2 separate regions of the Mus musculus genome follow, and region 1 is linked to region 2. Evidence: chromatin contacts called from public promoter capture Hi-C data. All regions are on one chromosome and are shown on one strand. The core of a region is the stretch at or near the end of the contact, and the rest is flanking DNA. Distances in the headings are between cores, read along the strand shown.

Evidence for each region. Promoter capture Hi-C pulls out the DNA fragments that hold promoters and counts their contacts.
Region 1: a contact with region 2 is called in a promoter capture Hi-C map of macrophages, with 8 read pairs. The contact joins the enhancer-like site here to the promoter of Sgsm3 in region 2. A contact is called at or near these places in 2 of 39 promoter capture datasets (embryonic stem cells and macrophages), 2 of 484 Hi-C or Micro-C datasets (the G1E-ER4 cell line and the HPC-7 cell line), 4 of 115 datasets of contacts at active chromatin or transcription factors (the 230-238 cell line, effector CD8 T cells, embryonic stem cells and 1 more) and 3 of 9 other capture datasets (adipose tissue, liver and pancreatic islet).

What each region holds. Positions count from the first base shown.
Region 1 is chr15:81,041,858-81,048,324 of GRCm38.p6, forward strand. It overlaps Mrtfa (myocardin related transcription factor A), which reads right to left. Exons shown (of 14, transcript NM_001082536.2): 3 at 3,432-3,497. Among named protein-coding and RNA genes, the nearest start is that of Sgsm3, 67 kb to the left of the region's middle. Within about 2 kb of position 4,549, at least 142 of the 459 cell types and tissues checked have an H3K27ac peak or open chromatin away from gene starts, as enhancers often do. A contact at or near this core is called in the 230-238 cell line, the G1E-ER4 cell line, the HPC-7 cell line and 2 more, where this site is marked.
Region 2 is chr15:80,972,616-80,979,434 of GRCm38.p6, forward strand. Sgsm3 (small G protein signaling modulator 3) reads left to right here and starts at 5,150. Exons shown (of 22, transcript NM_134091.2): 1 at 5,150-5,250.

The DNA of each region.
Region 1 (6,467 bases), core at 3,299-5,798, 69 kb after region 2:
GAAGGAAAGACAGTGGCTCTACTCTTACACCCAGGAACTCCCAGGCATTCCTTATCAGGTCAGGACAGCATCCACACCTGCCTTTGGAAAGTGTCATGCCTCTGACAGCTGGCCTGTCAGAACACCTCCTCATCTCTGACCTTCACCCTGTGTGTGTATCAGTCAGCATGGGGGTGGAAAACAAAGGGTCCTACGCACAGCCAGCCTCTAAGTCTCTTTTCCTGATCACAAGGGCATTCCTGGCTCTGCACTGAAAGATCCGCTTGCTTCCTGCATGTGCCATCTTCCCTCTTCTTCAGAAGCTCTAGATAAAGTTCAGAGCCTAGACTGCGTGGGTCTCTACATTCTGGGACTCTCTATTTGATGAGTTTTAAGTGGTGTTATATTTGAGACATGATGGGAGTCAAGGACACTGGGAAATGGCCCTGCTTAGAGTACATTGGAAACCAGCTCCACATGCGTACCTGAGACACACAATCAGAGAACATGAGCCGCAGAGAAAGCTATGTGGGAACTGGAGGAGTTTAATCCCTTAGTCCCCACCCCCACCCCCCCCAAGGCTGTGCTCAGTGCTGAGCAGAACACAGAAGAGAACAACCGTAATGGGAAGGAGCCACCAAAGCACACCACGTCCCACAGACTTGCTGTCCCAGCTGAGTGGAGCAGCTTGGCCGACATGGGAACTACAAGGGAGTGTTCTGAGAAATGAATAAGCTAGGTTGACTTTTCCTTTCCATGGTCATAAAAGATTGAAGGTATAAACCGGAAATAAAATATAGCCCCAGGGACTTTGCTCCTTTCTCTGGCTTTGCATGCTTGCTTGCTTGCTTCTGAGTTGTCCACCTAATCTAAATACAAGGACCCTGTGGAGAGCCCTCAGGCCACCCCGACAGACTGCAGGGGGCGCTGTAGGGTAGGTGTGACTTCTCACTGCTGGCTGCCACTGGCTGTGTCTCCCTTAAAAGTCTTGCGGTGAAGGTGAGGAGAGCAGTGAGCACCAGCATGGTAGAGGGAGCGCCCGCGTGGTAGAGAGTGATGGGGGCAGGCAGGGCGGCACTGAGGTAGGCACTGGTGAGAGGGGCGCCTCACTCCTGACACTTGCCTACACTTCACTTCTCCTCACCATCTTTTTTGCTCCCTTTCCTCTGAGAGAAGCTGAAAGCCAGCACTTTCCATAGGGAAATGCTCCTGGAGGGGAGACACTCTCAAGGAGAAGCTGAGTGTCCCCAGTCCACAGAGCCAACCCAAACATGCAGTTAGGTGTCTAGGACAGCTGAAACCTGGGGCCCGGCAAGACGGGAGAGATTACTGACGGTATTTCAAATGCTGTGACCGTAATTCTAGCTAGTTTGTTAGTTAACACACACACACCCTACTTTGCAATCGGCTGTCTTCATTCATCTAGGGTGAGGTACTGGGAGACAGAGACACAAATAAGTGACATTCTTCAGGAAGCTGAAGGTACACACTGACAAGTGCAATTTCTGAGCACCACACTAAAGAAGTGGCAAGCAGGGAGCCATGACTGCTCAGTTCTCCCCTAGTGATCCCAGTATAACATGGAAGTTATGAAGAAGAATGTGGGGATATGGGCATTCTACTCCTGCATAACCTACCTCCTGACCCTGAACCTCCTACAGCCCTAAAAAACGAGGCTCTCAAAATTAGTGCTGCCTTACAGCAGCTGCTATGCATCTGCGCGCAGGCGACTGCAGCAACCCAAACTCTGGCTGCTGTAATGTATGAGGGGCTTCGCAGACACTAAACAGATATGCCATTTGTGAAGGGGTCTAGGAGGATGGGACTGGATCCTTGATGAGGCCCGCAGACCGTAAAGCACACTGCTGCCCTACCAATAACACTACCACAGAATCTACTGCAGCGGCCAACAGAGGTCAGGCTGGGTGGGAATCGTGCTCTGGAGGTTCACAGACCACAAAGAACAGCAGGGGGGGGGGTGTCACACCATAGAGAGGGGCAGGGAACAAAAGGTTAGCACACAACACAAATCAAACGCCACCCTCAGCCATTAGAAGCCTTGGTGGCTTCCTACAAACCAACACTCACTCTCTCCGTGGTGCCTCACTCTAGGCTCAGTACACTCAGCACTGGCTTTTCTGATATGCTTTTTCTGTTTTGTTTGTCTTTTGTTGTTGCTGTGATATAGCCTCACATTATAACCCAGTCTGGCCTTGAACTCCTGCCTCAGCCTCCCAAATGATGAAACTATAGGAATGAGTTTGCCGGTTTATCCAAAGTGTCTCCAACTTTTTTGTTTTGTTTTTTGTTTGTTTGGTTGGTTGGTTTTTCGAGACAGGGTTTCTCTGTATAGCCCTGGCTGTCCTGGAGCTCACTTTGTAGACCAGGCTAGCCTCGAACTCAGAGATCCACCTGCCTCTGCCTCCCGAGTGCTGGGATTAAAGGCGTGCGCCACCACGCCCGGCTGTGTCTCCAACTTTTTCCTGTTAACTGTAAACACATCCACCACCATTAATTTACTACATCACACTTACTAAGAGGTGTAATATTATCTTCTTCCTTTGTCTCCACTTCCTCCCTCCACTCTTGCAGGGGCAGATTCACTGTAGCTGCACACATGATTCCTCTGAGTGAGTGGCCAACAACATGGATGGCAGCGGGGCAACGGGACAGTGGGCAGTAACATGTGGGGGAGACCATGAAACATCATGACAGCAGATGCTGCTGGGGTGTGTGTGTGTGTGTGTGTGTGTGCGCTCTCTCGCTGTCTTCCTCCTCAGGGTGGAGCCGAGTGGTGACGACATACCACCAGGGGACGGAAGCTTGTATGATCTGCTGAGAACTCATGAAGACATGTCAGAAGAGCAAGACCCTGGTTCTAGCCTTCACTGTCTACGGTGCTCTTAGTATTCAAAACAGGCTTTCTTGTCTCTAACAGAGTCTAAGGCGTGGTTTCACTTCTACCCCAGGGATGCAGACACTGGCCCAGTGTCAGAACAGCTCACCAACAGCTCCATCCAGGCATACACACACGCGTATCCGCCATGGGTGCCTCACAGCTCTAAAATAAACTGTAGTTCACTGACGGTACCTGTCTGCAAGGGGAGAGGAGAGGTTTCTTCCTAACAGCTGAGCACAGAGGTGAAGTGGATGTGAACAGAGCAGCCCCTGCTCCTCCCATGAAGGGATGCTGGGAACCCAGGAAAGAGGCAATTCAAAGGCACGGGGCTATCTGCCGACCTGCTGGAAGCCTAGCACTGCTTGTTTCACTGAACATGATGAATCTGGGCAATTGACAACCTGTTCCATCCATCAAGGACTCCTGATGGAAAAGTAAGAGGCGGGTAAGACTGGAACGAGACCCCTGACCCCTGCTCTGTAGGGTGCTCCTATGCCACCGAGGAGCCAAGCCAACCCAAGGAGCAAGTGTACAAACACCGAGAGACACTTACGCGGCATGATCCCTTGGCTCACCAGTTCCTCCCGGGTCCGCCGCTGCTGGAGCTTCAACTGCAGCACTGCATGGTGGCAAGAAGAGAAGACAGATGCAGGTTAGTCAGCCATTCCACCTCAGCAGACACATTCTCAAATGCAGCAAAGTCTAAAAGGTAGCCTATGGTATGAAAGGAGGATCCCAAACTGCAACTGTGGGTAACTGCAGAAGTGGCCTGACACAGCAGGGTTTCCGCATTCTGCTGTGGGCGGCAAGAGGAAGTTGCGAAGAGTCTTGCAGGGTGATAACAATCCACAAACTACCAGTCTTGCCTCTTGCTTAAACCTTACAGAACTCAGCCTTCCTCCTGGGACTGAGAAACACCAACCAGTTCTAAGCTCAAAGAAAGTCTAATGGGGCCAGCGCCCAGCACAAAGAGCTGTATAAGTTCTAAGTGTTTGCACATAGCATGTTGAACAAATGCACTCTGCACAGAGACCACAATCTAAAAAGTATGGCTACTTTCACACACACCACATTCCTCTAGACTACAAGGTATCTTGCCGTCCACATGCTTCTGTTTTCACACAGGGCTTTCTCTGCTGAGAGGAGACACCCAAGAGCTACGACTTAGTGTACATCGGGCTAGTGGAGACAGGTGTCGCTCCTAGCTCTGTTTGGCAACACTGCTCAATGAAACAACAGGGATCTTTATCAAATTAAACATCAACCATCTTTACAACTATACACTACTCAAAGGATCAACTAGCATAGCTGTGGTTACGATGCTAAGAAAATGTCTAGGGAGGGTTAGGAGGATCCCAGAGCCCACAGCAAGTCCCCTTCTGTCTAACAGGTTTCAACTGCAGGGCCCTGAAAGTCATATCTGAGGGTAACCTACAAATACTAGGAACAGTGGTGTACTAACACGGGCCTTTTCTACGCAGCGATTTTTAGAGGCACCCAAGGATGGGAGGACGCTGGCTGGGCTCTTGCCTACGCTTCAAGGTCACAGGAACAAGCAGAACTTCTCTTTCTCTCAAAATTATGATTTATGTTCCAAGTTCCTTTCCCTGTCCTGTTAGCAAGCTTGCTTGCCTCCTTCTGCTCTTATGTCACATCAGGCTGCAATGGGGACTTCCAGGCACGATTCCCTAGGGTGAGACACCCCAACGAGAATGTTAAATTTTACTCTTCCTTAAGTACCATGGACTTTCCCTCACCTTTAAAATTTCATTTTTGCTTGAAAATGTCCACTCTCTTTTTCTTTTTCTCTTCTTCTCTATATTCTCCACTATATTCAGAATTACGTTGGGTCACCTAAGCTACTTTACCTGAACAGTGATGTTGGGTGCTGTGCGTGGTTACCTCTGAATATCCCCCCTGCTAATTTACAAACTCCTATAAATTTAATTAAAAAAAAAAAAGTCTTATTAAGCCAAGCATGGTGGCTCATACCTATATTCTCCCAGCCTTTGGAGGCTGAGGCAAAGGACAGTTAAAATTTTCACATCAGCCTGGGGTTGCTACAAAGTAAAAGTCTGTCTCAAAAAAGAAAAAATGTTATTTGTATTTTATTATAGCAGGCATTTAATGACAGGAATTAGGGGCAGCTACTCAGAAGACTAAGGCAGGAGGATCAAAAATTCAAAGCCTACCTTGGCTATAAAAATTGAATTGGCATACATCTTTAATTCCAGCACTCAGGAGGCAGAGGCAGAGAGATCTCTGAGTTGCAGGCTAGCCTGGTGTACAAAGTGAGTTCCAGGAGAGCCAGGGCTACACAGAGAAACCCTGTCTTGAGAGAGGGAGAGAGGGAGGGAAGAAAGAAGGGAGGGAGAGAGAAGGAGAGGGGGAGAGAGAGAGAACCAAACTGACTCTCAAGATGTTGAGAGTTTGGAAATCTAACAAAGAGGCGATTTTTTTTAAAACAAATTAACATTGCTTAAAATAAAGCCCTAATTAAATAGGTAAAAGCAACAACCATTTCAGTGGCTGATATTTATAGCATGTGCTTTGTACCAGACCCTATCCTACATACCTTTGGTGTGTGTGTGTGTCTGTGTGTGTGTGTCTGTGTGTGTGTGTGTGTGTCTGTCTGTGTGTGCTGTTTTGTGACAATGGGGATCAAACTCCGGGCCCTGTGCACGCCAGGCGAATGCTCACTGAGCTACCTTTCAGCCCTGTGCATTTGTGCTCTAAAATCCTAAGGAGATTGGTAGTGTTTGTCCCACCTTACAGGTTAGGAAAGTGGGGCCTACAGAGACCAATTCACCTTGTTTGTCTCAGTAATGGGGGCGGAACAAAAACTGAACCCAAACAATCTGATGTCACAACCTGAGCTCCAGCTGTTTCTCCCAAGGTTTTCTGCAAGTCAGCTCTGCCGAGATACCAGGCCTCCTGGGTTCATTATCTGGTGCGGAGGGAAACCGCTGGCTCAGATTAGGGTCAGAGGAGATGAGGTAATCTACTTCAGTGGGGGAATCTGCCTGGGAGCTGGACTGCAGCGTTAACACAAACACCAGCAGCACAGCACTAAGATGCAGCCGGCGAGGAGCCACCGCGTTTGTACTGTTGCTTCTGTGCTCGGTGACTGGTGTGCTTTTAATGTATTTAATCACCCCACTCCACGGCCCGATGGCTAAGGGGTCATAGCTAATACACGCAAGGCCCTCAGTTTTTTTTTTTTTTTTTTTAATTAGGTATTTTCATCATTTACATTTCCAATGCTATCCCAAAAGTCCCCCATACCCAATCCCCCCCCACTCCCCTACCCACCCACTCCCCCTTTTTGGCCCTGGCATTCCCCTGTACTGAGGCATATAAAGTTTGCAAGTCCAATGGACCTCTCTTTCCAGTGATGGCCGACTAGGCCATCTTTTGATACATATGCAGCTAGGCCCTCAGTTTTAACCTCGGCACTGACAAAGAAGGTGGGCAGCTCTACAAAGATAGCTGTGATCACCATCTCCGTTCTCAAAGAAGAAAATTAGAGCCTGTTCTAGTTAGAACGGTTTTTGTTTTGTGCCACAAAGATGAAGAGAACAGAAGCTGG
Region 2 (6,819 bases), core at 3,900-6,399:
CTTCATCTCCCTCTTGAAGGGTTCACTATTGCCCAGGCAAGGCAAGTCTCCCAGTTGTATGCTCAACTGATCCTGCCCCAGCTCCCTCAGTAATCTCGACTACTGTGCACGTTACCACCCAGGGCTTCCTCTAAGATTATGAAGGGAGCCCTGTAATCTGGCTATTCAAGCCTGCTCGAGCTACAAGGCACATTCAAAGCCAGCCTGGGTAACCCAGCAAAAAACCAAAGAAGACAGAATGTAGCTTAGTTGACAGAGCGCTTGTCTAGCATGCCAGAAGTCCTGGTTTGATCCCCAAATACAGCATACATTGGGCCTGGTGGGACCCATGTAATCTTGACACTCAGCCTGAGTTACAAGGGACTTAGTCTCAAAGGGTGTGTGTGTGTGTGTGTGTGTGTGTGTGTGTGTGTGTGTGTGTGTGTTGGGAGTGGAGGACATATGAGATAGCTCAATGGTGAAGGGACTTGTTACCAAGCCTGACAACCTAAGTTTGATCCCCAGGATCTTCATAAAGAAAGGCTTGGACCTCCATGTATGTGCATGCCCTGGCACACATACACATAAATACATACATATCATGGCACAAAATGGATAAAATATAATTTAAAAAAAATTAGGGAACCGGCTATGATAGTACATGACTTTAACCCAGCTGATTCACGTCTGCCCTGATTAAGATGGTAATGGCTGTGAGCTTGGAGAACAGCATTTTGCAGCAGTCACTGTGGCATGTATTTTAAGATAACTGCAATTCTCATACATCACTTACAAGGTATGACCTTCTCTGCAGATGTAGCCCAGTGGATGGACATTTTTATCTTGTAAGTTCAGCTAGTTCTAACTAGAGACGACGTCAATTAGAATTTTGTTTCTCCACTGGGAATCTGGTGTGACAAATAACCTTGTAAGTGCTATACTCACAGAGAAACTCTGATAAGCCAACTTTTAAAAATTTTAAACAGGGTCTCACTCTGTGGCTTTGGCTGTCTGAACTCTCTGTGTAGACCAGTCTGGCCTCAAACTCACAGAGATCCACCTGCCCCTACCTAGTGTAAGTGTCGAGTGCTAGAACTAAAAGCTGATATGCCAGTTTTCTGAAGGAAAGAGTTTCATGGTGAGTGGGTGGTGATTTGCAATCGTGGAAAGTCTCACCTCTACCTAGGGATTATATAGTCTCACCTATATAAGCTCAAAGCCTGTCTGGGATACATGTGATTCCTTCCCAAAACACAAGAGGCTGTTGAGAGGGCTCTGTGGACAGAAGGGCTTGTTGCCAAGATCAACGAGAGTTTGATTTTTTGACTCCACGTGGTGGGAGAAAACAGGACTCAGACACATTGTCCTCTGACCTCTCCAGGCATGCCGTGGCATGTGACCCCCCACAACACAGACTGAAATAAATATAATTTTTTAAATATATAATTTATTTATTTTATGTGCATTGGTGTTTTGCCATCATACACATCTCTTTGAGGGTGTCAGGTACTCCCTCTTTGAGGGAGATACAGACAGCTGTGAGAATTGAACCCTGGGTCCTCTGGAGGAGTAGCCAGTGCCCCTAACCGCTGAGCCACATCTCTAGACCCTGAAATAAATAAAATTATTAATGCATAAATGGAAAAGAAAAGTCCTACCTCAAGAAGCTGAGCTACATCTCTGGCGATTTCAAAGCCATCACAGGAGACCACCTGTGTGTGACAACTAGGACAAAGCTTACAGAAGAATTTAAGAACTACTTCAGAGCCCCCCTCATCCTTAATCTTCACACGAGAATCCCTGAAAAATACATGGATCATATCCAACAGTAAGATTAATGGTGGGTTTGGAGGAAGAGATGCTTCGCAAAGCTGCCACTCGGATGTCCCCTCCCCCCACCTCTCCACGTGCTCACCTTTCACTGCCGTGGCCTGAGGGCACTGGGAAAAGTCTTTTGAACTTCTGACTGTAATACCTCTTCCATGCTTTTAAACTTTAATAAGGCAACTGTCTTTAAAATGTTCTAATTAGGATAGTGCTGTTTATAAGATTATAGGTAAATATGTCTGAAATGTAATACAAAATCCAGACAAGGTTCAGGTAAGATTTTAACCCATAGTTCATTAGGTAAATGAGTTGCTTGTTTTTCTCCCAAGGATAAAAAGAGAATAATAGACCTTTTTTTTTTTTTTTTTCATTTAAAAATGTTCATTGCAGGGCTGCAGCGATGGCTCAGCAGGTAAGGACACTGACTGCTCTTCCAGAGGTCCTGAGTTCAATTCCCAGCAACCACATGGTGGCTCACAACCATCTGTAACGGGATCCGACACCCTCTTCTGGTGTGTCTGAAGACAGCGACAGTGTACTTACATATAATAATAAATAAATCTTTGGGCTGGAACGAGCAGAGATCCTGAGTTCAATTCCCAGCAACCATATGATGGCTCACAACCATCTGTACAGCTACAGGGTACTCATATACATAAAATAAATAAATAAATCTTAAAAAAAAACCAAAAACAAAGAAAGAAAGTTTGAGGCCAGCCTGGGTTACATGAGACCTGGACACACACACACACACACACACACACACACACACACACACACCACATTCTTTTCTAGCTTGGCTTGTGATCACAGCACTCAAGAGTGCTGAGGCAGGAAGATAGTAAATTCCACAACCGCCTGCGCTGCATACTGAAGCTCTGTCTCAGACAGCCTAGGAGAAATACATATTTACTTTGTTGTTGTTGTTTTGAGACAGGGTTTTACTGCTTAGCTCTGGCTGTCCTGGAACTCACTCTATTGACCAAGCTGGCTTCAGAGCTCTGCCTGCCTCTGCTCCTGAGTGCTGGGATTAAAGGCTAAACCCCCATGCCCAGCTTCTGTCGGCTCTTGAAACGGCACATTTTTTGATTCAAAGAACTCTATGGCAGTCTTTGGTTTTAGCTGGTGAGGCTTCTCCTACTTTGCATTATGAGGCAGGTGCCAGTTTTCTCACACACGTGCAGCTTGGCTGAATTATGTCAATACACAAGGTCCCGTCTTATGTGTATTTGACACTGCTAAAACTGAAAGGAGCCTTGCCTGGGCACTGATGGTCCTAGGAGCATTAAACAGTTTTTTGTGTGCTTGTTTTCTTTCTCCTCTTTCTGACTAACAGCCTTTCCTGTAGCCTAAACATATTTGCACAGTTCTTACGTAGCATTTTGAAATAAATGTTTCATAAGGCAGACTTGATGGCACACCCCCTTAACCTCAGCAACTTAGAAGGCAAAGGCAAACAATCTCTGGGAGTTTGAGGCCACCCTGCTTTACACAGGGAACTCCAGGTCAGCAAAAGGTATGTGAAGAGACCATGTTAAAACATGAAAACTGAGCCGGGCAGTGGTGGCACACACCATTAATCCCAGCACTTGGGAGGCAGAGGCAGGTGGATTTCTGAGTTCGAGACCAGCCTGGTCTACAAAGTGAGTTCCAGGACAGCCAGGGCTACACAGAGAAACCCTGTCTCGAAAACAAACAAACAAACAAACAAACAAACAACAACAACAACAAAAACAAACAAAAATCAAAAAAACAAAAACCACACGCAAAAACTGAGGGGCTAGAGTTGGCTCAGTGATTTAGTGATTAAGAGCACTTGTTGCTTTAACAGAGGACCTGAGTTCAATCCCAGCTTCCACGTGGTGACTCAGGACCATCTGTAACTCCAGTTCTAGCCTCCTCAAGCGCCAGGCACCATGGTACATGTATACTCATGTGGGCAAAGCACTAATACACATACAATAAAACACATGCATCTTTCAATTTTTAATGTGTGTGCTGGGGATGAGTCACACAAATTAAAAGGGTGCTGTGACTGAAAAGACAAACAGACTACTTAGGTAATCAACACAGATTCCATGTTACCACTTCCTAGCTCCTGTTATTTCCATCCGGGTCCTTCTCTAAACACTTCCGTCAGAAAGTCAGCCGTGCCTGTTTGCTAGCAGTCACCACCGTGGGGCTTTTTTGACTGTTGGCGTTCCCTCATAGAAGGAGGGACTGAAGAGGGCAACTGTCTGCCCCTTCCCACCCCAGACTTGAGATTACAGCTGCTCCTCACAGCCATTGGAGGCAGTTCTACCCTAATTGCACATGACCTCAAAAATCTCTGGATGCGCCGGGTCATATATGCTTCAGGGGCTCCATGTCCTCCTGAGCTGTGGGGAAGCCATATTCCATTTCGGGTGAAGACGGCAGTATGGCTGCATGTTACCCATGCTCCTGTATGCAATCTATCATCTATGCTCTGTAAGTAAGCCTAACAGATTCATTGGCTCTCCAGGTTGAACTTTGCTGAGATCGTACTTCGATTCGTCATTGGCACCTTATAAGGATCTGGTAAATATTTAAGTCTCTCAGGGAAGGAATTTTTGAAACAAATGAGAATAACATTCATTCTGCATTCAGCCCATTCCTGTGCTTGGGTGATGTGAAAAACCTGCTAATGTGCTTTGTAAGCTGTTTATTGTACGGCCAGGTCATGACTGAGTCCACCTTGCGGTTTGTAGAGTTTGCTTCATTGACCTGGGCACAAGTACGAACCAACACTTCAAACCGGTGTTGGTCGCAGTCAGTGTCTTTTCAGATTTGGCTGAGATGTCCCTTTAATGCTGTTGATAGCCTTTCTGAAATGAGGGAGGGGGGGGGGGCGGGTTCAGATTAGATTCCTTGCCAGCAGTGACAGTGTCAGCTGCCATCTTTCTGGATTGTTCTTTGGTGCTGTGTTTAAACGTTTTCCATACACATTGAGTTCTCACGGAAACCGTAAGTTCCGGGTTTTTATGGATGCGCAAAATGTTACGAGTGACTCAAAAGCAGGTGCTCAGGTTCCACACACCGCTTCCTTCTTAGTCATGACCTCAATCAATTACTGCTTTCCCCAGGGCCTGTGACTGATGGAAAACTAGATTAATCTGGTCTAGAAGCCAGCTCTGTGAGCCTGAAAGAGAAGACCAGTTTCTGGACTTGTGCACTGACTCCATCCTGACTGCTCCCAAACAACCACGAGTTGCTTGCATCACAGACCGGGTGCCTGGGGTACCTACCTCTAAAGGACGCCTGGAACCTGGGATGGGCCAGTCTTCCCGCGAAACTACAGCCCCCAGCATGCCCCACGGCCACCGGCTCTGCGGCCCGCGCGTGCGCAGAAGGGCAGCAGTGCGCGCCGACTAGGAGGCAGCTGCTAGCCTGACCTGCCGAGGTGCTGAGGTGGCCGCGAGACAGGTGAGCGGTGCGCGAGTCTCCGAGTCTCCGGGCCGGCGAGGGGGACGCTCACCTGCCTCTTGAGTGGAGGCCGCGGGGTACGGGCTGAGGGGAAGGCGGCGGGGAAGGCGCCGCCTCAGGCGGGGGCGGCGAGCCGCCGCGGCGTGGCTGCTCCCACGGCGACCCGGGACGCGCGTGACAGTGACAGACCCACCCCCTCCGGCGGCTCCCGGCGACCCGGAGGAACTGCGCCTGACGCAGCGGCGGGCGTCTCGGCAGGTGGCAACTCTCCCTCAGAGCCGACTTAGCTGTTCCCCTGGAAGACTCGGGTTCAGTGCCTAGGCCGAGTGTTAGCAGCGGGGAAACTGAGGCGGACGTGTAGGCAGGGGTCGCCTCGTGTGCTTCCGGTTAGAGGTCCTGAAATTACCCTGAGATTTAGGTGTGGGTCCCGACTGCTTTCATAGGGCAGTAATAGGAAATACAGATGCTTTAAAGTTTCCTTGTCAGTGACAGATTGTGCCGTGTCTTCCCGTCTCATGATGCATAGGAAATTTATGATGGGCTATGGTGGGTTTGTTTTTGTTTTTGTTTAGGTTTTTGTTGGTGTTGGTGGTGAGTTTTTAGAGATGACAGGGGAGTGGGTATTATCTGTCTGTCTGTCTGTCTGTCTGTCTATCCGGTTCCTTAAAAGAAATCTTTCTAGGTAAATTCATGTTTGTAGCCCAGGCTGGCCTCAGACTCCGAGCTCTGCCTGCTTCTGCTTTCCAAGTGCCGAACTGAAGGTGTGCGCTCTCAAGCCTCCAAATTCACATCTTCAACCGGACTACTTTTCAGTTTCATCTTTTTTTCTTTGTAGCTTTTCTGACTGTGCTGGTGACTGAGTTTTCAGGCACGCACAGTTCCTGGTTCTTTTCCCCCTTAAGCCCTCTGTTAGCCTCCAGCTTTCTTCTGACTCCAAGCATTAATGATCAGTTTCCCATACTCTGTTCCCCGTGACCTATGTGTGTGCTGCTGCTGCTGCTACTGTTGTTGTTGATTATTCCATATGGAACCCAGGGCCTCCCTCCACTACTGAGCTGTCCCCAAATCCTTAATGTAGCTTCTTCATCATTATCTCATCTTGGTTTTTTGGTTGATTGGTTGATTGGTTTTAAACTTTTAAAATTTAATTTTTTTAAATGTGTGTGTGTTCATGAGTGCATGACCTGCAAAGGTCAGAAGATGGCTTTAGATCCCCAGGAGTTAGAACAGCGGTGAGATTGTTATGGGTTCTGAGAACCAAATTTGACTTCTCTGCTAGAGCAGTATTCATTCTTAACCGTAGAGCTATGGCTCCACCCCTGATTGTTGCTGGTGTTGTTTGTCCCTGGCTAGCCCGAAGCTTTCTGTGTAGACTAGGCTGGTCTTCAGTGATCTTTCTGTTTCTCTGACTCGTAGATGTTGGGATTAAAGCATGTGTCAACACATCCAACTCCCTGTCCTTTTTAACCACAGATATGTGTGGTCTATGGTAGAGGGGAGGTGTTTTGGCTGGTGTATATGACCCCTGGATCAACATTAATTTAATAAGACTGTGGGGAGTCCTGGATG